2 separate regions of the Hordeum vulgare genome follow, and region 2 is linked to region 1. The links are chromatin contacts, called in public Hi-C maps. All regions are on one chromosome and are shown on one strand. The core of a region is the stretch at or near the end of the contact, and the rest is flanking DNA. Distances in the headings are between cores, read along the strand shown. Region 1 holds the start of LOC123448114. Region 2 has its middle 210 kb from the start of LOC123446240.

What was found. Hi-C and Micro-C count contacts between places; a contact is called where the count stands out from the background.
Region 2: a Hi-C map of seedling shows a contact between it and region 1, with 3 times the contacts expected there. The contact joins the enhancer-like site here to the promoter of LOC123448114 in region 1. A contact is called at or near these places in 5 of 6 Hi-C or Micro-C datasets (leaf and seedling).

What each region holds. Positions count from the first base shown.
Region 1 is chr4H:126,731,292-126,737,835 of MorexV3_pseudomolecules_assembly, reverse strand. LOC123448114 reads right to left here and starts at 1,995. Exons shown (of 1, transcript XM_045124889.1): 1 at 1,216-1,995. The coding sequence starts at 1,833. The coding sequence ends at 1,426. LOC123448113 (bifunctional bis(5'-adenosyl)-triphosphatase/adenylylsulfatase FHIT) reads left to right here. Exons shown (of 4, transcript XM_045124888.1): 2 at 1-50; 3 at 383-469; 4 at 566-948. The coding sequence ends at 682.
Region 2 is chr4H:126,976,748-126,983,702 of MorexV3_pseudomolecules_assembly, reverse strand. No RefSeq gene overlaps it. Among protein-coding and RNA genes, the nearest start is that of LOC123446240, 210 kb to the left of the region's middle. Within about 2 kb of position 2,647, at least 3 of the 3 cell types and tissues checked have open chromatin away from gene starts, as enhancers often do. A contact at or near this core is called in leaf and seedling, where this site is marked.

The DNA.
Region 1 (6,544 bases), core at 746-3,245:
CAAAGCTCGAGCAGTACCACAAAGCTTCCTCCATCACATTCGCGATTCAGGTGAAGTCTATATCTATTTCGTGAATAACTCAGTATCCAAATTTTATTTAGTTGGTGTGTACCTTATTGATTTTCTGTTGTGGTACACTGTACACAACAAAATAGAATGGGTTAGCCTTTGATTACACCATGCACCCCGTAGACAACAAAGTTAAATTTGATAGACATATAATGTTAGACTCGAAGTTTGCTAGTTGCTCTCGAATCATTCACTCTGGTTTTGCCTTTGGTTACTGTGTTTACCTTTACCTTACAAAGTTACAATAATCGATGGCGGAAGAAGGAGGGCTTGCTGAATTACATCTATTTGTACTTGTCAGGATGGTCCTCAGGCTGGCCAAACAGTTGCCCATGTACACATCCACGTCATCCCCAGGAAGAAAGGAGATTTTGAGAAGAACGATGAAATATATGATGCGGTACATGACGTTGGTGTTCTGTTGATATTATTGTCCCATCTGGTTTTATTTTCTTGTTGATTTTCACGTAAAGCTTGCCATTTTGCTTTGTAACAGATTGAGGTGAAAGAGAAGGAAATGAAGGAGAAGCTTGACCTAGACGTCGAAAGAAAAGATAGAAGCATGGAAGAAATGGCTCATGAGGCCACCGAGTACCGCGCTCTTTTCTTCTAGCCAGACAAATGTATCTCTGATGAACTCTCTAATTTTCTGCCACTCTTGCCTAAAACTAGCCTTACGATTGTTTGTCCTTGATTGCGCGGTGTGGTTCGTATTGTCCACGGACCTGGCAGCACCAGTCCAAATCTGATGTAGTGATATTGCAAGACCGCTTGTTCATCGCGCTGGTTATTCTTCGTTGCGTGACTACCGAACTTATTTTCTTGTTCCCCACTGATCTTCCTTTTGGAAAGGGGAGGAAAGGAAAAGATTTGAGCTTATTGGCATTTGGTTGATGGAGATGTGGTGCATATGTTCTGCCACTTGGCGTCAAATGACAAATGCACAATTATTGTTGGCACCTAAGTACAGTCATAGTCAGTGCATTTTTTTTTTCTTGGGTGCGTGCAAGAGTCAGTGCTTTGGAAAGTGAAGGTTAGGTACTTGTACCTGTCTATCTTGCGATGCTTTCCACAGAGTCAGCACGGGAATTTTTGCTTCGGCAGAAAAGGCAGGTGAAATGAGTCAAACACGACAGCTGCCAACCCTCAACGAACGAGTAAAAATATATATTTCGACAGTGCTCAAAAGAATTGAAATGGGTACAAGGAAATGAAAAATAAATCGTGAGATGTAACCTTTTTCCATCCAAATTGAAGTAAAAATAATAGTATGTCAAAAACAGCTAGCAGGTGATCATTCACGACTCACGAGGCCGGTCATTAGCTGAACGGCGGTCGGCAGCGACGGGGATCGCCCTAGGTGGTGGTGCAGTTGCTGCCGGCGCCGCAGCCGCATGTGCGGGGGGAGAAGGCGCAGACGCCGAAGGGCTTGCCGGGGACGTTGCAGTCGATGGCGTAGCAACACCGCGTGTCCACGCATGAGCTGCTCGAGCTGGCGCTGCTGCTGCTCCCTGCCGCCGCCGCGCAGCACCGGCACCCCATGCACAGCTGGAACGGCTCGTACCTTCCTCCGCCGCCCGGCGCCTCGTCCCCGGCGGCGGCTACCGTCGCGGCCGGGAGCGCCACCGATCGGTACACCACGGCGCGCACCGGCACGTACCCCGCCGGCGCCGGCGATGGACGCGACGTCGCGCCTCTGGCAGCTTGGATGATGACTAGGACCAGGAGGAATATGAGAGAGTTGGACGGCGCGTTGTGCGCCATGCTTGCCTTGGGCTTGGGGAGGATGGAACTACAGAAGAAGAGGCAATTAAGCAAGCTGCACCCCTTTTGAGGTTAGACAAGGGGACAATGGGTTTGGCAGGAATGGACAGCAACTCCTCATGTATAACGAGATCATTTCGGCTAGTTATAGGGTAATGTTATTCAGCGAACATTCACTGGGTGTACATGGTAAAACGAACATTTTTCGTGGTAGTTTATGTGTTTCAAACATGGCAATTCTTTAAAACGAACACGACAATTCTCACAGCAAAATCCTCTCCTTGCCATCAGTTTTCATGTGTTTTTGAAGAAATTGGCACATACTTCCAAAGAATTCCATAAAAAAAACATTCGCAATTGTTATGCCCCACAGTGAGCGTTCAATAGCTTTTGGGTCCCATATTATGTGTTGGAAAATAAAAATAAAGCACACGGAGTTAACACCTAGAAACAAAAACACCGAGAGGTGGTACCAAGGCAAGGCGGTCTCCACTGCTTCAACACCTCGCAAAATTTGACAAAAAAAAGAACTCATCCCTCACATCACCGTAGTGTAGTATGAGAATGAGCACCTTTTTTTCTTCAACCGGGCTCATACCCCTTTCTATTAATTGCTTAACGGAAATACACCGGTCTCAGTTATATCCGAGAAGCTAACAATAAAAAATGGAACTGAAAGGGAAGAGTGAGTTGGAGCATCAATAGGAACCCCACTGTGAACGATTCTAAAACAAACCATCCACTCTGAGGCGAAAACCTATTGACACTACTACGTGGCCTCAAAAGCTTTAACGACATCATCTAGCAAATAAGGAAACAACCAACAACAAAAGGAGACTGCAAGTAACTTAGCGGGCATCGAACCCGTGTGAGGACATCTATTAACCATCGAAAGAATAGGGTTCGGCCCCTCACGCCCAGCTTTGCCCCTAGGGCCAGCCTGCCTCGCGAGGTCAAACGATCTGCAAGCGAAACCGCGACATGGACCATCCTCTGAACCCTAGCCTCGAAATTTTCTCTCTCCACTCCCTTCAACAAACCTGACCAATACATGAGAAAAGAACATTCGGTAAACACTGCCCCAAGAGGAGATCGCACAACATGATTATCAAATGCGCAACATGATTATCAAATGTCACTTTGTTACGAGTGCATCAGATCCCCCGGCAAATAGCAGCAATAATGGTCATGTAATGTTGTTTACCACCAGGTAAGTATCTATAGAGACAAACCCAACTTTGCCACAAGTATCAGGGGCAACAAGGCGCGCTCAGTGCTAGCCTAAAGGCACCCGAAACTGATCTAGCAAAGGCACACCAAAAGAACAAGTGATTAGTTGTTCCATGTCATTAGAGAATGAGCACAGAGGGTTCCCAGGCCATTCTCTTTTCTGCATATTATATGTAGTAGGGATGACATTTTGAACAATTCCCACAAGAAGACTTTGATTTTTAAAGGAACCTCGGCTTTACATACCCATTTGTAATCAGGCCCCGACAGATCTCTCTCGAGCCACTCATATACTGATTTGTGGTGAATTCCCTTTTTTTCAAATTTCCAGGCTACCTTGCCACACGAAGTTTTTAGAGCAAATGATGGTCATGACAATATTGGCCCACTGTTCATCTAAATGAGAAAACAGAACACGTCTGAATTGTAAAGCAATTTCTTTTCCTAGCAAATTCTGCCAAAGTACAATCCTGATCACGACAAATCTCAAACAATACATGATAGGTTGTTTTCAAGGGAACATTACTCGTCCATGGATCATGCCAGACCCTAGCTAGATCCCCCTTATTTATATTGATCATCCTACCATCATAACTGCTTTCTAGCAGGGGGAGTCATTGAATCTAGTTTGAACATTAGACACAGTCTTACGCTTAAAGTATCTAGCATGCACAATGCGTTGCCATATGCCATCTCCATACTTCGGTCTCCATCACCATTTGACTAGGAGGCTAACATTCTGTTTGTGGAGTTCTTTAATACCCAATCCACCAATGTTCTTAGAATGACAGACCCTGGTCCACTTGACCATATGGTAAGCCCGTTTTTTCTTTCCCTTCCTCCAAAAAAACGTCTATGACAAACATTCATTTTTTCTATGGAAGTCTTGTTAAGAAATAACATAGACATAAAGTACGAAGGAATCCCATCAAGGGTAGAATTAATAAGAGTAACCCTAGCTCCCGAGGAGGCGATATAACTAATCCAAGCTGCCAACCTTTTTAGCAATCTTGCATCAAGGAAGTCCTAGTCCACCGTTTTCAGCATTGCATATGTCACATGGACTCCCAAATATTCCATTGGAAGTTTACTAACTTGACAACCAAACATATCAACATAAATTTGATCAATATTATTATCCCCCTCCCCAATAGTAAAAACATCACTTTTATCAAAGTTAAGTTTTAGGCCCGACATTAACTCAAATAGGTTGAGGAGCAGGTTAACATTTAGTGCCTTCTCCACATCATGAGAGAAGCAAAACACGATATCATCTGCATATTGAATAACGCACACGCCCTCATAAATTACATCAGGAGCTAAACCTTGAATAAGAATTTTCTTTGGGCAGCTAGGACCATTTTTGTTCGGCATTAAACATCCAAATTAAACAAGAAAGGGGAAACCTGGTCCCCTTGCCAGACCACTTTGGAACTTTGAATCTATGGACCCAATTCATCATTAATTTTGACACTGGTCATGTCACTACGTAGGATCTGAGATACCCATGTCGGGGAACGTCGCATGGGAAACAAAAATGTTCCTACGCTCACAAAGATCAATCTATGAGGATCAACATCTACGAGAGGGGGAGTATATCTACATACCCTTGTAGATCGCTAGGCGAAAGTGTTAAGAAAAGCGGTTGATGTAGTCGAATGTCTTCGCGACCCAATCACGATCCGTCCCACGATCCAGTCACGAACGTCCCGATCAAGTGCCGAACGGACGGCACCTCCGAGTTCGACACACATACAGCTCGATGACGCCTTAAAATCCTTCATCCAGTGAGCGATGGTGAAGTAGTAGCTTGAGTTCTCCGGCAGCACGACGACGTGGTGGAGATGGTGGTGGAGCTGTACCGACAGGGATTCGCCAAGCGGTGCCGCGATAGAACGAGAGAGAGGAACTACAAGGGAGAGAGGAGGGCACTGACGTGGGTGTTTTCAGGTGCGGTTGCCCTCCCTCTCCTATAGTATATATAGAAGGAAGGGAGGAGGGGTGGCGCCCTAGTATTTCCTTTTAGGGTGGGGCGGCAGCCACCTAGGTGGCTTGGCCCCCAAGTTGGGTGGGGCACTGGGGCCCTCCGAGGCACGTGGACCCCTAGGAATTCTTCCGGAACCTCCATCACAAAACTGGTAACATTCCGAAACTCTTTCGGAACTTGAATAGCAACTTCCCATATATCAATACTTACCTCCGGGCCATCTGAAGATACTCGTCATGTCCGGGATATCATCCGGGACTCCAAACAACCTTCGGCCACCAACACATTAACTCAACTATATCTATATCGTCACCGAACGTTTAGTGTGCAAACCCTACGAGTTTGACAACTATGCAGACATGAACGAGACACCTCTACGGAAAATAACCAATAGCGGGACCTGAATACCCATATTGGTTTCTACATATTCTACGAATATCTATATTGGTTGAACTACGATGTCAAGGATTCAGCTAATCCAGTATGTAGTTCCCATTGTCCATCGGTATGTTACTTGACCGAGATTCGGCCGTCGGTATCTCCATACCTAGTTCAATCTCATTACCGACAAGTCTCTTTACTCGTTATGTAATACAATATCTCATGAATAACTCCTTAGTCACATTGCTTGAAAGCATATTGTGATGTTGTATTACCGAATGGGCCCCAAGACACCTCTCTGTCATACGAAGTGTCAAATCCCAATCTTGATCCATGCCAACTCAACAGACACCCTCGGAGATACCTATAGAGCATCTTTATAATCACCCAGTTACGTTGTGACGTTTGATACACACAAGGCATTCCTCTAGTGTCCGTGAGTTGCATGATCTCATGGTCATAGGAATATATACATTGACATGCAGAAAGCAATAGCCGTCGGGACCTCGATCCTAAGCCATAGGAATCCAGCCTGTAACACATCACATCCCTTTGTGGTCTCACACACGTTTAACCCCACGGCTGCTGCCTTACCTTAGCCGGGACCGTTTGCGCCTTTTGACTCGCGTATGCAATTGTGTCGCTAGCATTCCGATGTCAAAGAACCCGGGTTGACATGTCTAGTCATAAACCCAAGTGGCAGTACCGTACAGGGACATGCCTACATGACCCAGCAAAGCAGGTGTCGGTCATCAGCGAGTGTAGACGAGTCGTAGCAAGCTATAAGGACTCCATTACACCGCGTGACATTTCCCCAAAGGGACAGACACAACAGCTAAGAAGGACACATGCCGGTCAACCGATGTGTCCGGAGCAGTGGCGAACTACCATGGCTCGGTGGAAACACAAAGGGGCATTTCCCCGTAAGGAGTGCTACTAAGGCATACGACTAGGTGTTCGAACCCCGTACATATCAAGTACAACACACGTACACATGGCATACCCGATATGCATAGATACATCAATGGCATGACAACATAACCATAAACATACAAACTTTATTTAGAAGGCTCGGAAGAGCCTCACACATAACATTACACAGATAGGGGTCTC
Region 2 (6,955 bases), core at 1,398-3,897, 250 kb before region 1:
GCCACCCGGTGAGCCAGATCCGCATCTAGAGACGCTCACTCTCTTTCTACGGGCGTCAACCGTCTATGCAAAGTGGACGATAGCCAGAAAATGCCTCGAGTTTCCCGAGGTGGTACCGCCGACTACTAGGTAGGTGGACCAACACTCTTGAGGAGCATTGGTCCTGGGTTCATTAATTATCCACGGGTTAATTACTCCCTATGCAGTTCATTAGTTATTAGGAAAATATAGTACCAATGTTGGGCCTTGCCAGACAAGTTTTATCACAAAAGAAAAATCAAGGGGTCCCCATAACAACCCAAGCATGTTAGGAGCGCAAAATTGTGGAACATAACACCGGTAGAGGAACTAAGGTGGCAAAGATGGAACTGAACACTAGGCTAGAAGGCCAAGCCTTCCACCTTTTACCAGGTATATAGGTGCACTAAATTAAATAGCAATAATATGATGATATAACAAGAAACCTATGTTTTCACATGGAAGCAACTGCACCTGCAACTAGCAACTCTATAAGAAGGTTGAGCGAGCCGTATATAGCCAAACAGTGGTTTGCTAGGATGTGGAGAGGTTAGAGGCTTTCATGGCAATGTTGGTAGGTTGACATTTAAGTGATAGGCAGCGAGACATAGTGATACAAACGAGGCAACTAGCATGGCAATGATAGTAATGGTATCTACGAAAATGATCATCTTGCCTATGATCCTACTTGGAAGAAGACTGAATCCATGATGTAGACGAACTAACGTAGTCGAACGAATCCTCACACTCCGACATGCTTGCAGAACTATATCGAGAAGAAACAATCCAGAAATAATAATCAGCACACAATAAATACCACAACATATGCATGACATGATGCACAAGCACGTATGATGCATGCCCGATTTAGTTATGCAAGGCATGGCAAATCAGAATAATTTGTTACTATACATTAAATGAAGCTCAATTTGCAACGAGTTGCATATTGGCGAAACTCCATATTTGGATTACTTAGTTCACTCCCGTTAGGTACACAGCAATATTAAATGTTGTTAAACATGGAAAGAGGTGAAGCATAAAGAAACTACACAAGCTAGGCATTTTAAATGAGGTCAGAAATTACATATAGCATTTCCAAAATAACCCCACATGTTAATTTCGAAATTAGTCTGTATCTGTTCTAAACATATTTTATATTTATTAAACAGCAAAATAAAGTGGATCATGTGATTCTACACGTCATTCTAGTCGATTTACATATATAGATTATTTGAAACAGAGTTACGGTCTAAAAGATATGAGCCACACAAGATGATATGCCATGAATGCAAAATGCATGCAAATGACAGCCACAACATGTTAGATCATGGATGCACAAGATATTATGAAACTTCAATAAATTCAAGTTTAAATGAGGCCGGAACAACGAACAATAATTCTGAAAAAAATCCCAATATGCAAATTATGATTCCTATACATAATTTTAGAATTGTTAAGCAGCAAAACAAATATCATCATGTCATTCTACGCAATTTTCTAGCCAAGTTACATATGTGGATCATTTTAATCAGAGATACGGTTAATTAATTATGAGACAAACTATTTTAGAGTTTTGTTAGGCAATTTTACTAAAAACAACAAATTAAACATTTTAAACATGGACGAAAGTGAGATATTGTGAAACTACACAGAATTCTATGCATCTTACATGTATGAAGTTTTTAAATCCATTTCACGTTTAATTTGCTACAAATTAAATCATTTTAAATTGTCATCATGCAAATCAAAGCAAACAGCAGGTTAAACATTTTGAAACATGCATCAAAGTTGGAAATTATTATTCTACACAAAATTCTACACATTCTACATATCTGATTTATTTTAATCCGATGCGGTGTTAAATAGTTATTAACATTTTAAAATGATGCAATTTCTGTAATTATCAAATTCCCTTAAAATTGGACAAATTCGCAGACTAAAAAATCAACTACGGGTCGGATCTATTACTAGGCCTAAACAAAGGCAAGCGCGACATATCTATAACGTGCATTGGGCGGGATTTAGCGAGCGGCGTTCACCAGAGGCCTCACGACCCGGCTCGATGCGGGATTGGGCTTGTTGCTGGGTGAGGTCGCGGTCCACACGGGCGAGGCGAGCTGGGAATTGGTTGGGGGCACTGCTGGGCCTGGCCGGGCGCACTGGAGCAGGCCCACATGGGCGCTGGCGAACGGGCAAGCAGCTCAGGCGTCTGGTCGACCTGTCGTCCTCCTTGCGCGGAGACAAACTACGACGGCGGCGGGCGACGGGGCTCCTCGTAGTGGCGGGACCAGATCGAGGGTGCTGTGGACGACCAGATCCACGCAGCGGGGGCCTTCTCCGGCCGGATCCCGCCGAATCCGAGATCGCGGCGAGGCCCAGGTGGCGGGGTGCAGCGGGTCGAGAGGCTCCGATGGTGGTGCAGCGGCGGGCGGCGTGGATGTGGCAGGGCGGCCAGCGGCGGCGCGCGACGGCGCGGAGCGAGGCCTGCGCGAGGGGGCGAGCGGCGGCGGAGAGGAGAAGGTGGGGTCCTTCGGAGGCTGGCGCGAGGGCAGGCAGGGCTTGCTCAGAGCAGGGTGTGTCGCGGCGCGGCACGAGGCTGTGGGCGGCGACGGCCTGGTTTGGGCCCGGGGGTGGGACGCGATGGGCTTTGGCGGGCCCTGATGGATGGGACGAGGGAGGAGAGGAAAGTGGGAGGCTGTGGCGCCAAGCAGTAGTTGCATGGGGAATTCAATGAGGAGACTAGGGTTTCCATGTTGGGCAGGGCTAGATGTCCATATAAAGCAAGGGGGGCTAGGTTTAGCTGATTTTGCCTGATTCGGACCATTCGATCACAATCAGACGACTTCGATGGCAGGATAGGGTAGGTTGGGCTAGGTGGGTTGTGTAGGGGTGTTTGTACTGAGAGAAGAAGAGAGGAAGAATGCGGCCCGTGACACAAGTTTATAAAACTGAAAATCGTCCAATATTTAAACCGATGACGGTGCTGCTAGACTTAACTGTTGGGGTATCAAACGAACTCCGATTGCGATGATATTTGGCACGCGGTTTACCTATACTATAAAAAGACCGCACACCAACTTTCAACCCAACCCAAGAAAGTTTTATACACAAAAATAATATTTTAACAATGCCACGGGTGCGTGCATGTGTTTGGTCTCGAAACCATCAACGACAAAAACAGAGAGAACCAATAACTAACAACGAAAGCAAGTTTTTGAATGAATGACGACAACAGAGTGTTGATGCAATGTGGATGATGCATTGATGAAAGTGACAACCAATTAAATCACACGATGACAATGGAATAAAAGGGGAATCTTCTGGACCGTCGGTTCTAGGCGCTTACAACTCTCCTCCACTAGCAAGAGATCTCAACCCGAGATCTAAGAATTAAAAGGGAAGAGGAAGAGGAAAGGAAGAGGTAAAACTTAGTTTCTTCTTGAAAATCGAGTGAATCCAATGAATCTTGAAGGTCGCAGAGAGTTGATAATGATATTAAGAACAATCAAGGATTCAAAAGAAATTTGGAAAGCAGTTTGGTAGAAAAAAATCAAAATTTGATAAGATGGAAAGAACTTGAAAAGATTCACACAATCCAATTAAATGGATAAGCATAAAAAGAACATGGCCTTGCTAAGCAAGATAATGGATGAAAGAGAGCAACATCACAAGCCTCTGTAACAAAAGAATAGAAACTAAATCATTTGAGGGAGAAGAAAATGACAACTACTACCACAACTAATTGAAGAACATCCTTACAAGAAGAATAGAACATAGTCATTGGAAAATGAACAACAAAAAGAATAGCTTGTTGTTGGCTTATGGAAAACATCTCAAATTGTGAGGTGAAAACCAGCCACTAAAAAAACAAAGATTGCTTGGATGCAACAAGAGAGGCAAATTTCTTACCCCAATTGGATATATTGAGAACACTGGATCATGGACAAGCACCAAAATAGCAACAGTCCTTAGGAAAAGCTTTAGGTGACATCCAATCCAAGATTTCTCAAAGAAGAAATCATGGGTTGAAAATATCTCACGATCAAAGAATTTGGTGGGTTTAAATATCTCATTCTTGAAACAAATCCCCTTTGATACTCCTCGTGAGTCTAGAATGATATAACAACACCTCACAAGATAAAATATAATGAATTGCACTTAGAACTGCAAGAGAAAGAACACTTGATGTTCTCCAACAAGAATCTTGGAGAACACCTTGAGGATGAATTACATCCTTAACGAACCACCATGAAGAGCCTCCATATACAAAAGAATGATGAAAAGAAATGAAGGTTGAACAGAATAAGATTAAAGCTTTGCAAAGATTTAGATGAAGCTTCATGAAGAGATACTTGAGAAAACTTGGAACTCCGGAAAAGAAAAGATAAGAACACTTGGGATAAGAATTAGATATTATGAACAACTCTGGAAGAAATATTGAAATCACTTGAAGAAACAAGAATACAAATTATGTTATGCTTATCCTTCATCAAGTTTAATTGATGACAAGCAACGGATTTAGCACACCACTTGTTCTTCTTGAAAAGATTGGAGAGAGAGATAGAGCACAAACTGAAGAAGTCTTCAATGAAACACTGGTAAGAATTGGGAACGAAAGAGGATAATACAAATGAACTATTCTATATGAGGACAAAGAGAGCATCATTTGATTAGAGAATGCTTGAACAAGCCACCGGTAAGAATTTGCAAATGAATGGAAATGCCATGAATGAATGAAGATACATGAGAAAGAAGAGATCATGACCCACCGGAAGAATTTAGAACATATAGGGTTATTAGAAATGAATGGAATTCATGAGAATGAAGAGATCTTGAGCCGGCTAATAGAAAACTTGTATAAGGCACCAGACTAATTGAGATACGAATGAAGAGACAAAAATTGAGAAGAATTTGAGAATGAAAGTTGAAAGCTGAGAACGAAGAAATCTTGTGAAATGATGGCCTTCGGAGGATCGAGAAAAGAACGCAACTCTGAAATGCACCGAATGGATATGGAAGGAATTTCTCATGAAAGGAATGCATTAAGAATGATGACTTGATGTAGACAAGATCTATTCTATAGGAATAGACCCCATCGTTTTATCCTTAATAGAAACGATACATGCGTGTCATGTCTATTTCTGTCACTAAGATTGAGCACCGCAAGATCAAAACCATCACAAAGCACCTCTTAACATTGCAAGATAAAAAGATCCAGTTGGACAAACAAAACCCAAATATTGGAGAAGAAATATGAGTCTATAATAATCAAGCATGGATATAATTTCATAGATCTGATCATAAATTCACAGTTCATTGGATCCCGACAAACACACCGCAAACAATGAGTTACATCAAATAGATCTCCAAGAGACAATTGTATTGCGAAGCAAAACGAGATAGAAAGCCATCTAGCTACTACCTACGGACCCGTAAGTCTGATATGAACTACTCACATATCATCAGAGGAGCACCAATGAGGATGATGAACCCCTCCATGACCGTGTTCCCCTCCAGAACGGGCTCTAGATTGGATCTCATGGCTTATGGAACCTGCGGCGGCTAAAACATTTTTCCATCTTCTTTTCTAGGGTTTCTGGAATATTGAAGTATTTATAGATCACAGAGGCGGTGGAGGAGCTAGCTGAGGCCCCCACTACCCACCGGGGCGTGCCGTGGTGCCTAGTGGGCTGCCTCGTCCTCCCCTAGCTGGCATCCTTGGCCCTCAAGTTTCTTTCTGGTCCAAAAAATCTCCGAAAAGTTTTGTGGCATTTAGACTTCATCCGATATTGATTTTGTGCGAAGGAAAAAACAAGCAAAAATAGCAACTCGCACCAGGCACTATGTCAATAGGTTAGTCACAAAGAATGATATAAAGTTGCTATAAAATGGTTATAAAACATCCAAGAATGATAATATAACAGCATGGAACAATCAAAAATTATAGATACATTGTATACGTATCAATCTACACCAACAACTTCGCCGCCGTCACCACCAACTCTCTCCTCCTCTATGCAGCGGTGTAAAACCTCTCTTCCCCGCTATAATATCTACTTGAACATGGTGCTTAATGTTATATATTATTATCCAATGATGTGTGGCTATCCTATGATATCTGAGTAGATTTCTTTTGTCCTATAGGTTAATTGTCATATGATGTTATTTATATGAGTTGTGTGTTGATATGGTCCTATCCTAAGGTGCCTTCCATGAGGCGCACACGTGAAGGATTCACGTTGGAGGGTTTGCAATATGTTTATAATTCGCTTATAGTGAGTGGCTAGAGTGATAGAAGCTTACACCCGAGTAAGGGAGATGTTTGCATATGGGAGTAAAGAGGACTTGATGTTTAATGCTATGGCTGGGTTTCATCTTAATGATTTCCAGTAATTGTGGATGCTTGCTTAATGATTTATAGTAGTTGCCGATGCTTGCTAGAGGTCTAGTCGTAAGTTCATATGATCCAATTATGGAAAGCATGTTAGCGTATGCCTCTCTCTCATGGCATATGATAAGTATCTATCATGTTATATCCAACCGCCTATGGATAATCTTTGTCTTGCGTCACACAAAAGGCTTTCTACCAAAGAAACCCAAATTTTTATTTACTTGGTCCTTATTTCCTTGCGATCCTATCTATTGCACCTACTAAGTACTTCTAGTTTCCTTCCCACAAAGTAGTTTCATACTTGTTCTAGTTAATGTAAGTATTAGCATGCGTAGAGTTGTATCGGTGGTCGACAGAACTTGAGAGAATAGTAATTCTACCTTTAGCTCCTTGTTGGGTTCAACACTCCTATCCTTTCCCCCTCCCCCACCAGGTGGACAATTGTGTTGGTGTTCATTCTTTTTTATCTGAAACAAATTAAAAATGACGTCAAGTACAGTTAATAAAACAACACACAATTATCTAAAATAGTATCACACAAACCTG